Linked DNA regions of Gossypium hirsutum: regions 2 and 3 are each linked to region 1. The links are chromatin contacts, called in public Hi-C maps. All regions are on one chromosome and are shown on one strand. Each heading gives the region's core, a stretch centred on a gene start, on an enhancer-like site or on the middle of the called end of the contact. The rest is flanking DNA. Distances are from core to core; before and after follow the strand shown.

Region 1 (3,775 bases), core at 827-3,326:
CAGTGGAAATAGATAAAGAGGACATCTCGATCGAAATGGGAATAAGGCGTTCGACAAATATAGAGAAATATTTAGGACTCCCAAATATGGTAGGAAGGCAAAAGAATGAATCTTTTCAGAACCTCAAGGACAGGATTAAGCAGAGGATTGAAAATTGGAGTACACGATTTCTATCTCATGGGGGAAAAGAGGTTTTCATAAAATTAGTATTTCAAGCAATACCAACTTATGCTATGACATGTTTTCTGCTACCAAAATCGCTATGTAGGGAGTTTGAAAATATGTTTGCTAGATTCTAGTGGCAAAAAGGTAAAGGTAAGAAAGGAATTCATTGGTGCCAATGGGAAACAATGTGTAGTCCTAAAGAGGAGGGAGGTATGGGCTTTCGAATATGGCTCAATTTAATATATCATTACTAGCTAAACAAGGATGGAGGATTATTAATAATCAGGATGCTCTTGTTACGCAAGTATTTAAAGCCAAATATTTCCCAAATGACCATTTTTTAAATTTCCATTTAGGAAATTCTTGTTCCTACGTGTGGAAAAGTATTTGGGCAGCTAAAGCCTTATTGACAAAAGGACAATGTTGGAGGGTGGGTACGGGTACTAGTATATCTATTAATGATGCTTGGATTCCAGATTCAGTTAATTTTAAATTATCAACAGTGATCAATTCTATGCACGAGTCCAAAGTTAATGAGTTGATCGACAGTAATAATAGACTTCGGAAAAAGGAGCTGATAAATAGTACCTTCACAGAAGAAGACGCTGTAAGAATCCTTCGAATCCCTCTGGCACGAACACCTCATAAAGATTTTCTCATTTGGGGAGGTGAAATGTCGGGTGAATTCACGGTCCGAAGTGCCTATAAACTATTACAGAGTTCGGATGAAAATCCTAGAGCTTATGCTTTACAAACCATCTACAGAAAATTCTACAAAAAACTTTAGAGCCTGAATCTACCAACAAAAATAAAGCTTACAATATGGAGGCTTTCATGGAATTATCTGCCTACAAAGGTAAATATGCAGCACAGGAAGCTAGCAGTCAACACAAATTGTCCCCGATGTGGAGAAATAGCTGAAACAATGAACCATTTATTTCGAGAATGCCCTGTTACAGTAGAAGTATGGATAACACTATCATTTCAGAATATTATGATGAATCAAAACACGGACTTTGTACAGTGGCTTATCTAGGTGTTTGAGCAGCTCAACCCTTGTCAAGGTCGCCTTTTCTACTGCGTACTTTGGGCCATATGATGAGATCGAAACAGAAGAGTACACGAAGAAAAAGTCAGAAATGGAAAGTAAATTGCAAATTTTATAAAAAATTACATTACTGAGCTAACTGGTTTTGAAAAAAGAGACCCGGTAATAATAACAAAAAACAAAAGATGGAGGTACCCACAGTGGGATTTCATCAAGATTAACTTTGACGGTGCATACAATGAGAGCCAGAACCGGTCAGCTTCAGGTATTTTGGCCAGAGATGCGGAAGGAAAAGTTCTTTTATCTTGTTCAGAAATCCACAAAGACATATCCTCTGCTCTTGCTGCTGAATCAATAGCCTGTTGAAAAGCAGTCCAAATAGGAGTCGAAAAAGGGATGGCAGTCAATCATCTTTGAAAGAGATTCCCTCGTAATAATAAAGAAATGCAACACAAAGGGTCAAGATCGATCACTAGTAGGGGCATATATTTATGATATCCAACAGAAAATAAAAGGCTTAAATAATATCAGATTTCAACATACACCAAGATCTGCGAACAATCTTGCACATATTCTTGCAAAAGAAACGCTAAGAAGAAGAGAGGAAATATACCTGGAAATGGAGGTCCCTGCGTATGCTGAAGATCAAACAAGGTATGATGGGGTGTACGAACCAGATTAGGAAAGCTTCAGGAGATGAAGAATGGAAGAGAGAAAGTTTCAAAACAAAAAAGGAAATGAAGCAATCTACAAGGAAAGTTTTGAAAATTGAAATCGTCAAAAGGAAATTGAAATGACATAAAGAGGAAAAAATAGATTTCAGTAAATTCTGATTGGGCAACGGATCGGTGCATTTAGTGTCGTTTCTAGAGTTTTCCATAATAATATCTAGATATTTGTTTGACTATGGCCATCTGTAATGGGTCGTTTGCTTAGGTTTAGGTATCAATTTTTTTGGATTAATATTTTTGGGTCGTTTTCTTAAGTTTAGGTATAATTTGTTTGAACAGATGTTGTTTATTATTTTATTAATAAAAAGCCCAATCTGAAAATTTCAAAAAAAAAGTTAATATAAAAATCAAATGAATATTTAATTGAAATGTTAAAATTAAATGTTTAAAACATATTACGTTTAGAGTTAAATCTCATTATAATTGGATTATTATTGATTTTATATAAAAAGAATATGAAAAGACAAAAATATCTTTATTATAAAATAACTCATTTAATAATTTATCAATTAAGTTAGTATCTAATTAACTCATGACACCAACAAATTGAAAATAGTTCAAAGAGGAATTACAAATTCATAAACATATAAAATCACAAAAGCAACATAAGAAATTTGGATGGTTCCTTTTATTATTAAAAACAAAAACAGCCACAAAAAGCACCTAATAATGCCTAGCAAAGTTCCTTTGCTGCTGCAACAACAACCTCTGGTGTTAAATTGAATTCTTTGTATAATCTACCTGTCGGTGCACTTGTCCCAAACCAATCAATTCCAATTGCCTTCCCTTTCAATCCAACAATCTTATTCCACCCGAAAGTTGATTCAGCTTCAATATTTAGCCTAGATGATACACTAGATGGTAAAACACTTTCTTTGTAGGCGTTTCATTGATTATCGAATAGTTCCCAAGAAATAAGGGAGACGACCCGAACAGCTTTTCTGCCCTTCCTTAGTTCGTTGGCAGCTTTAACAGTAATTTCCAATTCAGAACCAGTTCCGATTAGGACTATGTCGAGGTTGTTTCCTGAAAAATTGTCTGATATAATGTAGCCACCTTTTTCGACCCCCTCGATGGAAGTTCTAAATAGTTGGGGTAGTTCTCATTGAAAGAGTGTGATAATGGAATGTGTGTTTCTATAGAGGATAGTAATTTTGTATGCACCGGCAGTTTCGTTTCCATTAGCTGGACGAAGCATGAAAACATTAGGCATTGCATGAAAGCTAGCTAAGTGTTCGATTGGTTAATGGGTTGGTCCATTTTCCCTGCTACCAATGGAATCGTGTGTCATAATGTAAATAACTCTGGCTTGACTCAATGCAGACATCCTAATAGCAGCTATCATGTAATCGGTGAAAACGAAAAAAGTAGCACAATACGGAATAAGGTCGGGGCTATGATATGTAATGCTGTTGCAAATGACTCCAATTCCGTGTTCTCTAACACCAAACCTAATATTACGTTCCTCGGGGGTGTCTTTTTGAAAATTACCATACATTTTGAGCAAGGTCATGTTGGAAGAAGCAAGGTCTGCACTTCCACCGAGAAAACCCGGGAGTACTTTTACAAAAGCATTGGGATTTTGTTGAGGGAGGTTTCTCGTAGCATTAGCCGGGCTCTCCAGAGTATATATTTGAAAATTTGTAAACAAAAAAGGCTCATTTTACATACGAAACAAGATTTGTCTAAGAATTTAAGTGTTTGACTAAATTTAGTTGAGACTCAGGAATCAAGACAATAAGAGGATTACTCACTGGAAGTGCTTATCCCATCTGGCTGGTAGTTCACCAGTGATTATTAATTTGAGCTCTGTAGCTTCATCTTTGTATTT
Region 2 (3,775 bases), core at 690-3,189, 240 kb after region 1:
AGTTTGAAGATGTCTCAAAAACTTGCAAATATTTTCCTTTTCATCTTTTCCTGTGTATAAGTTGACTCTTGCTGTCATAAAGGGCAGGTTTAGAAGGAACAACATCTTGAAAAATAATATGCTACTGTAGTTTTATGTATGATTTCTTTTATGGTTATTGAGTGTACAAAATTCGCCGTTTGTTAATATATTATCTCATGTTTATTATCCTGCTAGATTAGAATTAAGAAGTTTGGTTAATGGGAAGACTGGATTTGCACTTAATATGATGGAAAATATAGATTAGAGTCCAACAAATGTTTTTCAATATGTGTTTGAATTATACATGTATAACTAGTTTTGTTTGAGACCATAGATGATAATATATTCGAAACTGGGATTCCATAGATCTATTGGGAATTGAGATTAGGGAACTTATGCAAGTAGATGGCTTAACCAATGATGAAGTTAAGAGTCATTTGCAGGTGAGGGTTCTTTCTTGTTATTAATGGTTTTCTTTTCAAGTTTTGATATCAAGTATTGATGTAAGAACTTCTCTGATTTCCAGAAATACCGGCTACACACACGAAGACTTCCAGCTACCACAACAACAACAACCCCTGCAAATCAATCAGGCCTTGTTTTGGGTGGTGGTCATGCATGGATGTGTCAAGATCAGTTTGGAGAATCCTCGAAAAGGAGCAGTTCGCAGTCGGGTTCCCCTCAAGGTCCTCTCCAGTTAGCCACAAACACCGGAGGGACCTCCACTACAGGGTGTGAGAGCATGGAAGATGATGAAGATGCAAAATCCGAGTGCTATAGTTGGAAAAGCCATGTTCAGAAACCCAGAAAAAACAATGTATAGAGTTTACCCACCATGAATTTTGCAGATAAAAAAAAAGAAAGAAAGTATACATGGGAGGAAATCATTTATCTTATACAACCACTGTATTTATACATATAAAAGGAGAAGGATCTTGAGAATTGAGAGAGACATGTAAAATTTTTGCAGGATTTAGCTTTCCTTGGATATCGGATTCATGTATCTGTTTTATTGCACAACTAGTAAAGAATTCCTGTTATCATCAATTTGGACACTTTGGCTGGAGAAATTTTCATTTCTGAATTGAAGGACTGCAATTATTGTTTATAGTGGCATTCTGGCAATTAGTTAGAAGATGAAGGGCATGTTGATGGTAACCAAGATGAGAACAAACATTTGTCAACATTAATTATTTAATATTAATTAAAATATATTTAATATTAATTATTTTAAATTATATTTTATAGTATCATATATTATGATTTTAATAAATTCATATAAGAATATTGATTATTAAGAATTTTATTAAATTATATATTTTAATTAAAATATATTTAATAATAATTATGTTAAAATATGATTAAATTATTTATTACTGATATTAATAATTTTATTAAAATTTAATAACAATAACAATAATCATTTATCTAAACAAATTTCTGTTAAGGGTATTCTAGTCATTTTAATTTTTTTCCTTATGCTATTACACCTCTATTCCATTCAACCAAACACAAGAATACTATTACGCCTCTATTCCATTACATTCAACCAAACAATTGATTTGCTATTACGCCTCTATTCCATTACGCCTCTATTCCAATACAGCGAACCAAACGTGTTGTTAAATTTTAAACAAACTATTTAAAAATACTTTTCAATTATACTGTTTTTTTAAAGCATTTTTAAAAATAATATTAAACTAACCCTAAAATTAAAAGCACTTTTAAATTTTCCTTGTCCAATTGGATTGGACTCTATCCATGGGTGCTTTTGGATGATTTCATTATGCCCACTTTTGTGGGTGTGATAGATTCATAGCCCAAACCAAATAAGGATGCGTTTCCCTCGCATTAACGGTTTACAAAATGAAGGGTCTTTTTAAGTTGGTTGGTTCTTGGATCCACCTGTCATATTTTGATTCGATGTGCTGATAAAACTCCAAGTCTCTCATCATTGAAAAACAAAACATAAAATAAAATTACCGGTTTACCACTCTCCTTTCTTCTCCTCCATCGCCAGCAGAAAAAGAAGAGAGGAAGAAAAAAAAGCCCTCACTCCACTGTGTTTTGAACACAAAATCTTCCTCTGTTTGGCCCGTTGATCGAGCTCTTTCTTTTTGTTTCTTCCATTAATAATTTCCCAAAATTAGATCAAGCCTAATTGTCCAAATTATCACCATTTTAATCCAAATCAGATCTGTCCTTGGAGTTCTTCTGTTTCAGTTCATATATCCGCCGATACTTACTATCACTCTTTGTTTGTTTTTCCACTAGTACCGAAAGATAAAACAATAGGCATTTTTGGGATAAGGAAACGTAAAAAATTTGCCTTTAATCAAATGGCGTGTATAAAAGGGGTGAATAGATCGGCGTCAGTGGTACTGGCGCCGGACGCGCCATATATGGCAGCGGGGACCATGGCTGGAGCAGTGGATCTATCATTCAGCTCATCGGCGAGTCTAGAGATCTTTAAGCTTGATTTCCAGAATGACGATCGTGAGCTTACCGTCGTAGGCGAGTATCCCAGCTCAGAGCGCTTTAACCGCCTCACTTGGGCCAAGAACGGATCCGCTTCCGATGAGTTTTCACTCGGGCTCATTGCTGGTGGCCTCGTTGATGGCAACATCGATCTTTGGAATCCCTTAACCCTGATTGGGTAAATTGGATTTTTATAAGCTCTCTCTATAATATGCATCTAGTTTGCTTTATCTAATTCACCTTAATTTTCAGTTGAATTGGAAATGTGGTAAATTGCAAGGCATTTTTCTTAATCTTTAAGGTAATTGGGTATATTGCGGGTTTTAATTGTATATAATGTCTGTGTAAAAGGGTGACTGCCTTCTAGCAAGTTGCTATATACTATGGAGTTATTTATTGCGCATTGATACACTTTCTATCTCAGCTTTCTATACTTTTTGGTACTTATTTACATTGAATTGCCTGGTTCTTTGGAGTGGATCAATTGGGTACCGAAGGGAATTTCGTGTTTCATATGGTCTATAAAAATTGGTATTTAAGCTGTTGAGCTTGTTTAATTTAAGGCTAGAATTTTTATGATTTGATTTAGTAATAACGCGCCCACAATTTATGAGCTTTAGATTATTTATTATTACATTATTTGATGAATGGTTGGACGGAATTAATTCTGGCTGAAATATTTTGAAATTCAGTTCCCAAGTAAATTTCTATTGCCTTGTTTGTGTTGAGCTGTTATAAGTTAAATGAATGTTAGTTTGCCGTGTCTGATCTTTGCACTGTCTTTGAGTAGTCAAGACGAGTGGTTTGCATTTGGTCTAATTTGTCAATGGTACTGTTTTGCTGTTAGGAATTAGTAGCGAGAGTGAATGAAACTTGGGGGTTCATTGTTCAGTATTTGAATCGTAAGTCAGGCTGGTTCTTTTGTGCCTGGTTATGACTGGATGATTTATAGAAAAATAAAGAATATTGTTAAATCACTGGAAATTTTTTGTTCCCTGGTCTTGCTGGTTACAATGTGTCATGTTGCATTTATCAAAAAATTAAACGAATATCTTCATCTTTTGGGATTTCTTTTTTCCTAAAATGGTTCTTGATTGGGACCCTTTGACTGGGAAGAGTAACCTTTTGACTTTTTCATCTCCTCGCTTATGGACTTTGTTTTCTAGATTATTGGATTTGATAACTTTCACATTTCACTTTTAAGATTTTTTTTCTTTTATTTTTGTTAATAAGTACTAGTATTTTTTTGCTACTGTGGTTTCTTTAACAATCTTAT
Region 3 (3,775 bases), core at 851-3,350, 190 kb after region 1:
GTAGTTGCTTATAGTGCTTTTGTTTAGTCGTCGAGGTTCAATTTGCTAGCTGAGATTTATTTTGTTTTGCTGATTTTAGGTGCATCAGGTCACAATTATTAAATATTAGCAACGATTTTGTGGTTAAATTACCAATCCTATGGCACTCTGGATCAAATTCACTTGTATTAAAGAAAAACTGTGAGCTTGAATTCACCCTGATCTCTCACTTGTTCACTGTGTTTTGGTTCCGTCGTAGCAAAACTGTTGGCCACTGGAATTGGAAGGTTTTGACAACTATTTGCTTACTTCAGCTTATCTATGGGGCCTTATAATTGTTTCATTTTGATGCTGGGTCTACCCACTGTATCACATAAAATCTTTTTAATTTCGCTATCTACATGTGTAGTTCTTTATCTCGCTTGCTTGACTGAGTGTCCGGTTCTGTGCATACATGTAGGTTTGTTATTTAGTCTTTGACTTATGCTGAGCTTAGCCTAAATAGAATATAAGCTGGAGTTTGTTACGAGTATTTGTGTTAGTTGAAGATTTTAAGAATTTAAAGAGTATATGGGGGTCATTTGAGCTATATTTCTTTTTTCCAATGGAAGACTGGCATTGCACATCGTAATTATTGATTCATGAAGCTACATGCAGAGATATATTTTCTTTTCTTTCCACCGGATATACGTGTATTTCTTGGCACTGTGAATAACAGTGACAGAGTTTGCTAACAGTAACAGAGTCTCTTCTTTACTTGATGAGAGCAGGAGTTGACCAAGTTCATAAATCACTGCAATGAGATAAAAGCAGCCACCGTTGCTAACAAGGATGGAGGCCAACTAAGTATTGTGAAGCCACCTCCAGAATCTTCTGGTAATGTGAAGGAATAGCAATGATGCTTTGTCAAATAGGGCTCCAAGTTCTAACCCAAGAACCTTCAGCTTGGATTAGAGGAGATTTTTTCCCCAAGTAATGCAACCTAAACCAGCCTTTTTGTTTGAAGATCAATTCTGTTGTGAAATGTGTTTTTGATAAAATATAGTGTTTATCTTTTTGCGCTTCCATGGATAGATATGCTACTAGTTACTATGGATATTTAACTAAAATGCTTGGGTATAATAACTCAATTGAGGATAATAATGAAAGGGAAGTCAACATGTTCAGCTAACCAAGAAGCTAGCAGGCTAGGTCGAGAAATGGGAATGAAGGTGGTATCTTAGGACCAGTTTAGCATTGTTTCTCAGAAGTACTTTTGGGTCAAAATGCACTTTTGTGTAAAAGTTAAAATTTTCTGCTTCTGCATTTAGTAAAAAAAAGTGTTTTTGCAAAGCATTATTTTGTCCCGAAAGTACTTCTAAAAAGTTCAAAAACATTTTGTTTAGTAAAGTATTTATCTCAAAAGCGCTTTTTATCCCAAAAGTTCATCTGGGAGCAATATAAACCACTATTATTACAGGATTTACAATTAAGCTCAATAATAACGCCTCAGTTTTATTTAAGCCTTAAATTTGAAATCATAATTAGAGGGAAAATACTGGTATTCAGAACTAGAATATGAATTTAGATTTATATGGAAGTTAAAATGAGGGTTAATATGATTTTGACTTTTGAATTTGGTAATTAAGTTCACTTTGGTAGTTGTATGTTTTATTGGTCTATTTTGGTACTTGAATTTAACAATTAAGTTTATTTTGATCTATGAACTTAAAAAATTAATAAATTTTTAAATGATAATATAGTACAATTTGAAAGTGTTACATTTAATGTTTTAATAATCAGACCGGTTGAATAAATCAAACTATTAATTTTTTATTTGACTAGTTTAATTAATTCAATCATCAAACTAACAATAATTAAATTAATTGTTTTAAAAATCATAAAAATCTAAAAAAATAATTTTTTACTAAATTTGTTCAATTATTGATTTTTGTCTTTATTTTCAATTTTTACCTATTTCAAATAAATTTCAAGACAATTAGTTCAATCTTTTTGTTTGGACTTTTATATTGATCAATTCTTGGTTCACTCGATTCGGTTTTATATTATCAAATTTTGATTGAATTCAAATTCAAATATCAAAATAGATCTAGTTACAAGTCTCAATCTAAAGATCAAAATAAAAAATAAAAAGAAAGTATAGATATCGAAGTTTTGAAATAAAAAAATTATATTTTCAAGAGTTAAAAACTATATTATCTTTAAACAATAATACACGAATTTAGTTATTTTTGGTACAACTTGTGATTTGGACTTAACCAAAAGGTTAAAATGCGTAAATTTATTAAAGTATGTATAAAATAAATTGCTCATAATATCATAGACAAAAGACACCAATAACATTAAGGAGATGATGTCGGTGGTGCACTAATTATTATTTAAACAAAAGACATCAACAAGAAGATGATGTCGGTGGTGGACTAATTATTATTTACTCTTTTTTTTTTCATTTATTTTGAAGAATTTTTATTTTTTACAATGATTTTTATTCATTTTTTAATTATACTATTTTTATTTTATTTTATGAAAGAATATTACAAAACATATGGGTTAAATAATAAACAAAGATAATATCAATGTCAGTATTTTTGTTGGACTGTCCGAGTGTGTTTTCTATTTCCTTTTCCTTGACATATTTCAACTCAGGTTGGGGTTTTAACTAGTACTTATCCGGAATGAATCTGAAGGCAAATAGTGTTACGGGTATTGTCTTCTTATTATTCCAAGTATTTGGTTGGACGCCAAAGGCAACTGGACTCTGCACAGTGCACATCTCATCCCTACTCTCTAGTGATCATCACTTGATGTTGTCTGAAGAGTGCATGACTTGATACTTGATGATGATGATGATGATGATGATGATGATATTCAAGACAAAGGAAGCTTAAGATAATCCTCTTCCATTTCTCGGTTTCACTCAGATGGAAATTATTGTGTCTGGTGTTGCTGATGCTCTGCTCTCTGCTTGCTTCCGCTCCCTCTGTGAAACTCTGTTGTCCCCCGACTTCAATAAATTCTCACGGGAGGAGCAACTTGTAGCCGAATTGAATAAGTGGCAGAATTTGCTGCTTAAACTGAACGCCTCGCTTGAGGATGCCGAAGAAAAGCAAATCACAACTCGATCTGTCAAACTTTGGCTCGGGGACTTACAGGATGTTGCCTTTGATGCCGAAGATGTTGTTGACGAACTTGCCACCGAGGCTTTGCGGCGGAAACAAATGAAGCACACTCTGTCTTCACCAAGCACCACTAAGGTATGGAACTTCTTTCCATCTTGTTTCCGTGCTATCAATCCAAATGCTATTAAGTTTGATGGGAAGATGAAGTTCCGAATACAAGAAATTACTGCAAAGTTTGATGAGTTAGTGGCACGAAAGAATGATTTCAGTTTAGAAGAGATTGGTAGAGGGAGGTCTGAGAAAGTATTTCAGAGTTGCACCACTTCTCTTGTTGACGAGTCTCGTGTTTATGGTAGGACAAGTGATAAAGATGCCATTGTAAACTTGTTGATAGATGGCAGAGAGATGAATAAAGGTGATATTGGTGTGGTTTCCATTGTAGGTATGGGAGGAGTAGGTAAAACTACTCTTGCTCAGTTAGTTTATAAGGACGTGAGAATTAAGACTTCATTTGAGTTGAGAGCTTGGGTTTGTGTCTCTGAGGAATTTGATTTGCTGAGGGTGACAAAGACCTTGCTTCATGCTATTGGTTCTGATATTGGCGAGTTAAAGGATTTAAATTCACTTCAAGAGCAGCTAGAGAAGAAGCTGCTGGGAAGAACGTTTTTGATCATTTT

The links. A called contact is a pair of places that touch in the nucleus more often than the background predicts.
Region 2: a contact with region 1 is called in a Hi-C map of leaf, with 2.2 times the contacts expected there. The contact joins the promoter of LOC107945594 here to the promoter of LOC107945612 in region 1. A contact is called at or near these places in 2 of 34 Hi-C or Micro-C datasets (both in leaf).
Region 3: a contact with region 1 is called in a Hi-C map of leaf, with 1.8 times the contacts expected there. The contact joins the promoter of LOC107945600 here to the promoter of LOC107945612 in region 1. A contact is called at or near these places in 3 of 34 Hi-C or Micro-C datasets (all in leaf).

What each region holds. Positions count from the first base shown.
Region 1 is chrD12:39,010,741-39,014,515 of Gossypium_hirsutum_v2.1, reverse strand. LOC107945612 (transketolase, chloroplastic) reads right to left here and starts at 2,076. Exons shown (of 12, transcript XM_041106656.1): 1 at 1,827-2,076; 2 at 1,413-1,572; 3 at 1,181-1,249; 4 at 985-1,115; 5 at 754-874. It also overlaps the pseudogene LOC107945611.
Region 2 is chrD12:38,767,372-38,771,146 of Gossypium_hirsutum_v2.1, reverse strand. LOC107945594 (protein transport protein SEC31 homolog B) reads left to right here and starts at 1,939. Exons shown (of 22, transcript XM_016879652.2): 1 at 1,939-2,677. The coding sequence starts at 2,361. It overlaps LOC107945595 (probable aspartyl aminopeptidase), which reads left to right. Exons shown (of 6, transcript XR_005921610.1): 5 at 388-464; 6 at 548-1,129.
Region 3 is chrD12:38,823,539-38,827,313 of Gossypium_hirsutum_v2.1, reverse strand. It overlaps LOC107945600 (putative disease resistance RPP13-like protein 1), which reads left to right and starts at 2,100. Exons shown (of 2, transcript XM_016879661.2): 1 at 2,100-3,775. The coding sequence starts at 2,901. LOC107945601 reads left to right here. Exons shown (of 3, transcript XM_016879662.2): 3 at 750-1,044. The coding sequence ends at 872.